Regions from separate parts of the Anas platyrhynchos genome. Here region 1 is linked to region 2. A link is a contact called in public Hi-C data. All regions are on one chromosome and are shown on one strand. The core of a region is the stretch at or near the end of the contact, and the rest is flanking DNA. Distances in the headings are between cores, read along the strand shown.

Region 1 (5,532 bases), core at 1,668-4,167, 92 kb before region 2:
TCACACCCCCGTCTTTCTTGGTCTCTTTCTTGACTATATAGGGAGTTTGGTCAGCTAACTTTGGTCCTGAATCACACCCACAGCAGATGACTAATGCTGCCCTAAACAGAGATCTGTAGTGTAAACCCTCATCATTTCCCCTGGTGCTTTTGGTTGGCAGGTGTGGTACCCGGAGGCGCGATGTGGGTGACCGGGGCCACGTGGGGGGCTCCGACCTGTCCCCAGAGACACCCCAGGGGCTCCTCCTCAGCCTCCAGGAACTCTCCTTCTGAGCCCTGAGAGCATTTCCTAGAAAGGAAGCAGGGGCTGCTCCATGGGCAGCATGCTTGATGTGCCCATTTGGTGGCTGGCTGCTGGTGGCACCAGAGGGGAGGTATTTGGGGGGCTGCTGGGAGCAGGGATGAAGCGAGGTGCCCGCTTAGCTGAACATCTCTCCACCAAGGGTGTCTCTGACCCCGCTGTCTGTCCCACTGCCCCAGCTGATCTCTTTTCCAGCAGTGTTGTCATACGTTCCCATTCTCCTTTCACCCAGCTTTCAAGCTCTTTTGTGGCAAGGACGTAATTATATAAATTGCTCTCTGTAGTTACTAGCAGGCTGTAAAACTAATAACTTGAAGCAGTGCCCTAGCCTGGATAATGCCCTGGAATCTGGAACAGTGAATGCCAGGTAAATTTGTAGCTGGCGTAGATGTGGTACCAATTTTCTGCTGAACCACCAATGTGCCTGAAATGCTCCTTAAAAACTTTCTAATGCTTGGGTGCATCCCCCTCTTTCTCTTTTTTGTTTTAATGGCATGGGCTGTTGCAGTGCTGCAGCAATGTGTCTGAAAGGTGTGGCAAGGGGGTGAGGTGTGAGTGTTGCCCATAAAGCACTTTAAGAAACCCTGCCCCTCGAACGTACAAACAGAGCAAGCTTCTGAATTGAAAGTGAACTCGGTGCAAGTGTGTTGAGTCAAAACTCACACCAAGAGAGGAAAGAAACCAACCAATCCCTAGAAAATCAATGAGGGGTGGCCCATTCAGGCTTTCTAGCTACAAACCACTGAGAGCTCAGCGCTGCCGGGAGGCGCAGCTCCTCCTGGGGGCTCTCCCCACCTCCTGGGGGACACTGGGAAGAAGAGCCCGGGTCCTCCACCAGTGTGCAGGTGCTGGCTGTGGCAGTTGCAGAGCTGAGTTGTCCTCGGTGTGAGGACAAAACACTCCTTCTGCAGCCACTCGCCCTGTGGTGGCCACGCAGCCAGGGGACTGCCTGTGCCCGATGCTTTGGGTTCAGGGCTCTGCCTTCACCACTGCAGGGCGAGGGAGTAAGAAGCATGTAAGTGTTGGCAGGGCGGCCACGGCTGCTTTCTCCTCATTTCTTGGAGCCACGTGGCTGCTGATCCTTACGGAAATAAGACTCAGCGACTCAAATGGACAGGCAGTTTGACGTGCAAAACCCCCTTCTGTTCTGTGTAGAAGCAAACTGTTGTTGGCCTGGCACTTGGGGCTAGCACAGGACCAGGATTTGGGGGGTTACAACCTCCCCGCCTCCTGCTGCCCCACTCAGATCACTGTCTGCATCCACATGGCAGTGAAACCACCCACGAGCTCTGGAAAGAGCCTGCACATTTTTCACACTTGCCTTTGCAACTCTGCGCTCCGGCACTCGCAGGCTGGCTGGCCAGAGAAAGCTGGGCACGCTCTCAGGAGCTGGGTGTTTCCACAGCGTGCTTGGTGGATGTGAAACAGCAGCCCCGAGTCAAGTCTCCGGCAGGAAATGTTTCTTACTCATGCTATGCTCACATGATGCCCTGTGCCGGCAGCCAAGCTCACGAAGAACAGACACCTCTGCCAGCCACGCGGATGGGCTCCAGGTGTGAGCAGCTCCATGGGCCGAGCGTGATCACAGCGCTCCTGCACAGGGACAGGGGCTCCAGAGCCCCAGAGTGCCTGCAGAAACTGAGCTGTGGGGGCTTGGGCAAGCCCCTTACACTTCGTCCCGGTCCTCCTATGTGAGAAAAGTGAATAATATTTGCTTGCCGACCTCGCTGGGGAGGTGGGAGAGGCAATGAATGTCTGCACAGTGCTGCGAACATAGGAGGTGTTATACGAATGTGTGGCATCCAGGTGCCAAGCCGCGTGTTTGAACACCGCAGGAAAGGGAAATACGGCCTTCAGACAGTTGTGGGTCTAGCAAGGTAGGTTTATTGCAGACAGGAATGCTTAAACTCACAAATAAAGGAGGTGCCAAAATGCATTTATTAGGAGGTGATGGACTGCAGGCACCCCACGAAGCACGGGTGGCACCGGGCAGCAGACACTGAAAGGCGAAGTGCTGCATCCACAGCATGGTGACTGCAGGCACCAAACGTCTGGGAGGGCACGGGCAGAGGTGAAGGAGGGCACGAAGGAGGCTGGTGTTTCCCGCAAGCAGCCTATGAATAGAGCAAGGGTGACAAAAGCGAGCGCTGCAAGCCCCTGCCTGCAAATACTTGTCAGCGCTGCTGTTGGGCACACACCAGAGGCGTTTATTTCCCTGCAAGGTGATGTGTGCTGGAAGCACAACCACGGCACTGCTAGGTTCCCTGCCATGGGTAGATCCCACGTGTATCCCCCTCCCCAAACCTCCCCAAGAGCTGCAGCAGCTCGAGGCACTGCTGACACCCCTGAATTTGGGAGGATTCAAAGCCCCCACGTTTCAGTGCTGGCACAGCGGCGTGAAAGAGAAAGCAGAATCTGCTGGGTTTTGCTGGGCATGGCTACGGGCGCGCTCTTCTCCGAAAACATTTTACAAGGAGGGAAGGTGCGGTGATGCCTTATTGCATTGTGTTGGAGTCAGATGCTCAAAAGGAGAGCGAGAACGCCTGTGTTAATGGTTTCGGAGCCGCCAGCCCCGGGTAGGTGCGTGACCGCAGCGCCTGTGCCGTGGCGCAGGGCTCACAGCGCGGCCTCCCCATGGCAACCCAGGCAAACAAACTGAGAGCTGCAGGGAAGGCATGACTGAAGGGAAAGGGGCAGGGAGCAGCCAAACTATTTTTATATTTCCGAACTGCGCAGCAGTTATTTTTCGCTTTTGCATGCTGAATTCTCCTCGTGGTGCGTTTACTTAGGGGGCGAGATCCCTTTGCTTTTCCTCGGTTTTCCCTTAGCTGCAATCTGCCTGAAGAACTTTTTCTGAGTGAATGCACATCTCCGTGCACACGTGTAACGTTCATTTCCCTACTGTGTGTATTAATTAATACCATCAGTGTGTGCAATTCATCCCTCATCTCAGCATCTGCCAGACCCTCCCCATCAGAGCTGGGACATCCGAGAGGAGAGCATGGGCACCGTCCCTGGGTTACTGCGTCCCTCCAAGAGCTGGGGTTTGTTACTGGCTGCTGCTTGATGGCCCCTAGGCTGAGCCTGGGGATCCCATAGCACCTCTGGGACCTTTCTGGTCCTGCTGCCCCTTGGAGGCCTTCTCCCCATGACCCAGTGTGGGAGCAGGTGCTGGTGGCAATGGTGGAGGGGCTATCCCCAACCCTCCTCTGAGCTACGTGGGCCCAAGGGTGCCCAGCATCTATGCTGGTTATCTGAGGTACAAGGGGCACCATTAAGCCTAACGCCAGTTGTGATAGCAATGAGGTGTAGTTGCTCTGCTCAATGGTTCCAAAAGTTCCAGTGGTGCTCAGGCGAGGGTACCAAAAGGTCCCTGGCCAGTTCGGAGAGGTGGCAGCATGTGCTGGCAGCCATGTCATGCACATGCACCCAAAATCCCTGGGGTGAGATTAGAGCTCCAGGGCACCTGTTGCCAGCACTGGAAAGCACCTCTGCAAACCCTGCAGCCAGATGGGTCTTCTTCAGTGGTGAAGGGCAACGGTGGTCTGGGTTACGATTAGCAAGAGCCAGCTAGGAGACATCTCTCCTCTCCATATGAAAAAGTGACAGATATGTTTTCTTTCCAAAATCAATGCCCTTTGACTGCTTTGTGTGGGATGTGAGGAGCAAAGAGATGGGTCTTCTCCTCCTCTCTCTGATGGCAGGGACTGGACAAGGCAGCCGAGGCTGAGGGCTCCCATGCTAGGGTGGGATTTGACTCACCCACCTTTACTTATCTATGCTACAGCTGCCTACATTGACACCTTTATGGTTTACAGGGGAAATGGGTGTGTTTTGGGCGTTAGCAAAAGCTGGTCTGTTTTTGCTTTCTGTCTCGGGGTAAGGTGAATTGCCCTAGATTTTCCTCTTTCACCCGGGCAAATGTAAAGTGATTTCACTTAGCTTTACTCGTAATGTAAGAAAACGTGTAAGGCTCCCGAAGTTAAGGTAACTTCTTTTCTATTTCAGTGTGGAATGAGAAGAAATTCAGTGGCTCAAAAAACAAAGGCCAGCTGTGCTGAGAACAATGCTGTCATGCTTTCTCCCGTAAATCTGATTTTGCACTTAAAAGATTCTTCAAGTATTTTGGTGGAAGGATTTTCATAGTGAATCATAAAAGCACAAAGCAAAGTGAAGGACTTGACTTAAGAGGCAGCTGTCTCTTGTATGCTTTCGCTTGTTTTTACTTTTCTGCTAGCTTTAAAAGTCAGTCTGGAAGTCCTAGGTATAGCAGAAAGAAATGAGCTTGGCATCCATGCTTACTTTGCTGCAGCCAGTCTCCAGTAAGCCTGGGTTAGGACACCACCGTGTCAGGCAATGTGCAGACAGTTCCTATCTCATTCATCACAGAAGCAGTAGCTGTTTCTGGTGGTCGTCATATGTTTGATATTTTTCTCCTGGCAACTCCTCGAGGTTCAGCAGCTTTCACCAGTAAGCAGCCAGCGGGGCCAGGCATGAAGCCCTGACATGGGAAAGAGCATTTTCTGGGCAGTAATTTATAGCCCTGAGTTTGCACAGCCATCGCTGGAACATGTGGCAGACGTCACAGCAGCTCCTGCTGCAGTCATCCTGCAGAAATGTTTCTTCTTACTGGAAAATACTTGTTTATGGAGATGCTAATCAAACCGGTACTTCTCTCGGGGCTTTTCATATGCTTGGAGGTCAAGTTTCGGCATGCAGTATGTTACATGCTAACTAGGTAACTGAACAAATGAATCAACAGAAAAATTAATGAGATTTCAAAGGTGGAGACAAGTCAGAGCCACTTTGTTCCACCTGTATGTAAATTTAGCTTCAGAAATCCCCGAGATACTTCCCAGGGGTTGTAGCTGCCTGCTCAGCCCGGTGCAGTGCTGTGCCTTGCTGCTGGGACGGGTCGGATGAGATGGCACCGAGCGTCTGCAGCATGGCACAGCTTTGGGGAAGGCTCGTGCCTGTTTGGGAGGTGGTTTGCAGCCGACAGAAGAACAATAACGCCATTCTTCATGTGTCTGATCCATCGGACCTTTGTTCTTTCCCCCTTGATGTGCTGGAGGAAAGTCACTGCAAGTGCCATTGTTTTCCCCGAGTGTTTTCGAGGGCTTTAATGTGTTTATTTCCTCTGCCTAATTCAATGGATTTATTTGTTTTCAGGATATTTCAGACAGGAGAGTGCTAAGATACCAAGTCTGTTTTGCTGCCTGGGTTAGAAAC
Region 2 (5,545 bases), core at 1,680-4,179:
CCTCTGGAAGCTAACTCCAGGTACCATCAGCCTGCTTCCTTCACTAAGCAAAGCATCTCCAAACAGTATTATTCTGCCCATTTTCTAAACATGGGATCAGTGTATTTACACACCTTTGGAAGGCTCAGGTTTAAGTTAAGGGGTTCATGCCGTAAGATGTCCTTCTTACGGAACTAGGACCACCAACAGCTACTGAAGTCAAAGGTATCACGTTCCCTGTGTTACCAGGAAAAGGATTGTGCATGGCCTGTATAACTTGCTCTCAGACATATGACTCAAGGAGTAGAATGATAAGATTCTTATCCTTTTACTGACCTATGAGAGATCAAACATAAGGAATAAAGCCAATTTTACAACCATTGTTCAAGTTTATCACAATGCTGTAATTCAGGTGTCGGTAAGTGATCCCTTATCAGACTAGACCGCAGCAAGTTGTCTCAACAATTTTCCTTCTACAAAGCATTGTGCTAAACTATTTTGTTTTACAGAAACTATCTGAAAGTGTGCACCTCTACTTAAGCAAAGTCACGGAGGATATAAATAATCACAGTTCTGTGGGAATAGCAATAATTACAAGCAATTTCTCTCCAGCCATTTTAACACAGGAAAAAAATAAATCAAAATACAATCTTGAACTCAGAAAAAGATGGCAAATGAGAGCTTAACAAAACAAGCAGAGCCCACCAAAATGACAAATTCAAAGTCTGTCTGTATAGCAGAGGAAAAGAAAAATACCCAACAGCTAAAGACAGATCCTTTTCATCCTCCTCTATACGCAATCACAAAAAATAAAATAGTAATAAGAGTCCTCAATCTGAAAGGCCCATTTCAGCTTCACTGTTATGAGATGTATGGGGCTTATCACCAAAACAAATTAACTGGATACAAAAAGAACAGTCAACTTATACTTCATTAACGCTACCCAAAAGTGCAACCTACTGAATGATGGGTTTTACCTCAAATAGCATGTACAAATATTTGCACTAAATTACACATCTCATTGAGCACCAAAGAATTTTACACAGCGTGAGTCTCACTCAGCAAGCATCCTAATATTTTCATTACATTTCCCACAGTTTAAGCTGTTTACCCCTGCATTCAACTGAGCTTTTTAACAACAAACAAACATACGGCCAATTCTAATACCCTGTTTCGACGCTGAAATCAGCAGTTATATAGCTACTTATCCCTATAAGCCTTACCAGTGGGAAAGCACTTGGGAAACCACTATGCACATTTTCAGTGATCTTAGATCTCATCCCCAGTGATTGCTACCAACAGGATTTCTAACAATTTCAGGTGCAGCCCTGGAGTCGTGGCCTCTGCATGAATTCTGTTGGGAACTTTCCCACTGATTAAAAGGTTTTCCCTCCTTCCAGGCTTTTTGTTTGTTTGCTTCTTTGGACACACTTCGGGCACTAAGAGAGGGTTCGCAAGAAGCCTTCATTACTCGGCGTTGCTCATTAACCCAACTCGTCGTGTTTCCATGGCCTTCCCTGTGCGCTACACACCTTGTGAAAAAAGGCATCAGAGCTTCGGTCTAACAACCCAGGAACATCCTAGCATGTTTTGTAACACTCTAACCATATCTCTCAGGTTATTATGGGTTCCTATAGCCTTTGCTCGCCACACATCAGCTTCCCACCCTGCAGCACAACCAGCAACAAGCTATCAGGACCGAGAAGGCAGCGTAGCTTCTCACGATGAAAGGGTTAAAGCCTTTTTTTTTCCCCCACTGGACTCCAAAAGCTGCAGTTTGAGCCCAGAAAAGACACTAGGGCATGATGTGCCTGGGCCTCGCTTCCAGCTCCTCCGCCGCTGCTGACTGCATCTTGCCAGCTATAATTGGTTTAACTGGCAGGACACCTTCTTCAACACCCCCGCAGAGCCGAGCGGGTGAACCAGAACAGGGTCAACAGGATCAGGCACTTATTAACTAATACTCCTGAATTCTGATCAACTTCTCCTCAGCAATAACCGGGTGCTCGCCCACAGCCCGAGCGGGCTGGGAACCATCCCAGCCGGGCGACCTAAGCCACGCTAGTGCCTGCAGTGAGAGCACCTCCACGGCTTTTTTTTTTTTTTTTTTTCACTTCTTAAAAATAAAGAAAAAAAAAAAAGAAACAGAAAAACCCTAAACCAAGCAAACAGAACCCTACAAACAAACAAACAAAAGGGATAACCGGGCTCCTGTCAGCAGGATCTCGTTTCCCACCTCTGCCCAACCCCCTGCAGCTGCTGGGGGAGGGGGGAGCCCCCTTTCGGCACCCAAACTCCGACGGGGGAAATTCACCCGACCCGGCGTTTTTGGGGTCCCTTTCGAGCACCCTCTGCCCGTTAACCCCTTCCTGCCAGCCTCCCCCCAAGCCAAGCCCTCCTCCCCCGCCGCGGGCGGCGCCGGCCGCCATCACCCCCCGGGTCCGGGTCCGGGTCCGGGTGCGGGCTGGGGGCGATGCCCGGAGCCCCCCACCCCAGCCCGGGGCTCCCCTGGGATTCCCCCCGCTCACCTGGCCCCCGAGCGCGGAGCTCGCCAGCTCCTCGGCTTCGCCCCCTCCTCGGCGGCAGGGTCCAAAAAAAAAAAAAAATTAAATAAAAAAATAATTAAAAAAAAAAAAAAAAGAGAGAGAGAATGAAGAAGGCGCGCTGCCTCGCTCCGGGAGCCAAAATATCCTCGATGTGGCAGAGCCGGCCAACAACAACAGCGGAGGAGGAGGAGGAAGAGGAGGAGGAGGCAGTGCCGGCTTGATCCCAGCGGAGAGTCCCGGAGGAGGAGGAGGAGGAGGAGGAGGAGGAGGAGGAGGAGGAGGAGGAGGAGGAGGAAGGGGGCGGGAGGAAGGAGGAGGGAGGCGGGCGGCTGCGTGGGCGCTGCCGAGCCGAGCCGAGCCGAGCCGTGCCGAGGCGCCGCTCGGAGCCGTGTGCGCTGCGCTGTGCCGCGCCGCCCGGCCTGCCCGGCGCTCTTCAGCGGGCAGGGGGCGGTGGCGGCGGGGGGACCGCCCCCCGGAGCCCGGCCCCTTCGCCGGCAGGGCGGTGGGGAGCTGGGCGGAGGCCGGGGGAGGCCTGGGCTAGGTCGTCGTGCCCTGGTTTTGGGGATCTGGGGGCTGTGCTGGATGGGGGGTTGTGGGAGGGGACCCCCACAGTTTGGGGAAGGCAAAAAAGGCAGTTTGGGGTCATTCCAGAAACACATTCTCCCCCCACAGGCTATACACCAGATAACTCATCACGGACATTTTCCATGTTTAATTAACGCCCGGCCTCAAGATGCTAAGATGGGAGAATCAACACCGATGTGCCCAGCCACCTGCCCTGCCCAAGTGAGACCCCGAGCCCGGGGAGGGCAGCAGCCCCCACGCATCCACCCTCGCTTCCACCCTGTGCTCCTCTAGGTTTCTGGTGACCCTCAAGGGAGCTGAACTGCCTTTAAAAAGCTTGCTCCAAGCTTGCTGTGACAGGCTGTGTTATTTAAACTAACTCCCCATCTCAAATTAGCAGTTGTGTTGTGTGGCTGTAACTTCTTTTGGGACAGGAGCCCCCGGTAGCTGCCACCCCTTGGCTCCTCACCAGATTACATGTGATCCTTTGCTGAAGTTGTGGTTATTTGTACCAACAGAAAGCTACAGTGCCTTTGGCTGGTGGTGGTGGTGCAGTTGTCAGGGCCACCTCCTTTGATGCTCTCCAGCTATTTCTGGCCTCAGCAAAGGCCAGACCACGCCACTTGTTGCCTCAGAGTAAGATTTTTCTGGTATTTCTTCCAAACTCTTCAGAATACCTCCTCCTCTCCTTAGGAAAGTGGCTGGTACTCGTTTCCTTATAGCCAAATGTCACCAGGCAAGTTGTGACAGCACACTTTGAGACTGGAAGAGAAGTCTTGATTATGCCAGTGACATTTCTCTCTTCGGGAGAGTCCCGATCTAATAAGGCAACATCTGTTAGAATCCTAAGGGAAGCCATTAAAAACTGTATGTCAGCTGGATAGCAGTTTTAATTATAACACTGACAAAAACAATTGTGCCACCCTTTATACAGGGGAAACATCTGCCAAAAAGATAAGATGAAAGGCTGGGAGTTATTTATTTCTTGCTGAATTGATGTGCTGGAATCTGGAACAAAATGATTAAGTTGCCCCTATTTTCCTCTATTAAAAATCTTATTTTAAAAGTGATTCTTATTGTATACATATATTTAATTTCATTGACACTTATTGCTGGTGTAAAATTCACTGTTGCTCCATTACAAGTGGTACACGCTCAGTAGGCTGGAGTGCGTGGTATATATCAAAACTGAACAGTGAGGGTGGCCCTGCTTGGGTCAGGGACATGCAGAGCTCCTTGCTGACCTGGATTGCGTTCCCTCTGTACTAATCATTGTCAGAGAGTAAAATCTTTAAGCTAGAGAAATAAAGAAAAAATAGTTTTTGTTTTGGTTGAAAATGCTTCTGTAGTATACAAGTGTGTTTGTTTTATTTTAGGAAGTGTCCATCCTCCTCACAATTGCTTTAGCCCTTATCTGTGTTTTTTGCACATGTGTTGGTATACAGAGAGATAAAAGGAGGAGCTATGTATAACCTGATGAATAATCCAGGCTGTAAATGTTGTGTTGGACATTTTTTGTTGTGGATCCACTGGTGCTTTCTGTTTTTTTTTTTTTTTTTTTAGCGTGAGGGAGAAGTAGCTCCAGTACTCAAGGCTGAAGTAATTGGAAAGACAAAAGAAAAGCACAGAGATAAAGATAATAAAAATAATAAATATTTGCAAAATCATTGTACTAGGATTCTGTGGTAGTCCAGATAAGACTTTTTTTTCAGTCCTTGTTGCTCATAAATTTCTTGTTTTAAAGAGGACCCATACTGCAAATAGGTTATGTTTTTTTTTTTTTTCTTTGTTTGTTTGTTTTTTTTCTTTTCTTCTTTCTCTGCAATGGTATCTCAGAAATATGTTGAAAAAATGACCCTCTTGTAGTGCAGTGAATTAAGGTGAAGGATCTTTTAGCACTTGTTACATTGTTCAGGTACATGACGCTTTGTGCTGAAAGCAATGGATGGATGTCCGAGGGGATAATTTGGCCCCAGATTTCTGACCTGAGCAGCTGCAATGCTAATTTGCAGGTTCACCGGAGGAGAGGAGGAACAGCTGAGTGCTGGGGCATCCCAGGGATGTATTCTCGCCTGTGCCAAAACAGAGGGGGAATAAGATCCTAAAAATGTAGAGGTTTAAAGCACAAAGAGGGAATGAGAGGCAGCAGGTATGTGGCAGAGCCGCATTGCAGCCAGCGCTCCAGCGAAGGTATGACTTACTCCTCCAGAATTTCTCTTGCGACACTGAGAGGACACTCAGGAGTGAAAACCCTGTTGTGCTTTCAAAGTATGCGCTGAGCACTCATCTGCATGTTGGCTCAGCTCCCCTGCCCATGTGTGTTTGGGGCATGCGTGGCCCTCCTCCTCATTCTTCTCCTCCTTCTTTTTCTCCTCCTCCTCCTCTTCGTGGCGAATGCCTGGGATCACGGGGTGACCAAAACAGGGCTCAGCACCTGGCCGCCCCATCCCTCTGGG

The links. A called contact is a pair of places that touch in the nucleus more often than the background predicts.
Region 1: a Hi-C map of subcutaneous adipose tissue shows a contact between it and region 2, with 1.8 times the contacts expected there. The contact joins the enhancer-like site here to the promoter of ETS2 in region 2. A contact is called at or near these places in 3 of 8 Hi-C or Micro-C datasets (liver, skeletal muscle and subcutaneous adipose tissue).

What each region holds. Positions count from the first base shown.
Region 1 is chr1:113,382,781-113,388,312 of IASCAAS_PekinDuck_T2T, reverse strand. No RefSeq gene overlaps it. Among named protein-coding and RNA genes, the nearest start is that of PSMG1, 50 kb to the left of the region's middle. Within about 2 kb of position 2,917, at least 2 of the 8 cell types and tissues checked have an H3K27ac peak or open chromatin away from gene starts, as enhancers often do. A contact at or near this core is called in subcutaneous adipose tissue, where this site is marked.
Region 2 is chr1:113,290,824-113,296,368 of IASCAAS_PekinDuck_T2T, reverse strand. ETS2 (ETS proto-oncogene 2, transcription factor) reads right to left here and starts at 2,929. Exons shown (of 10, transcript XM_027449110.3): 1 at 2,508-2,929.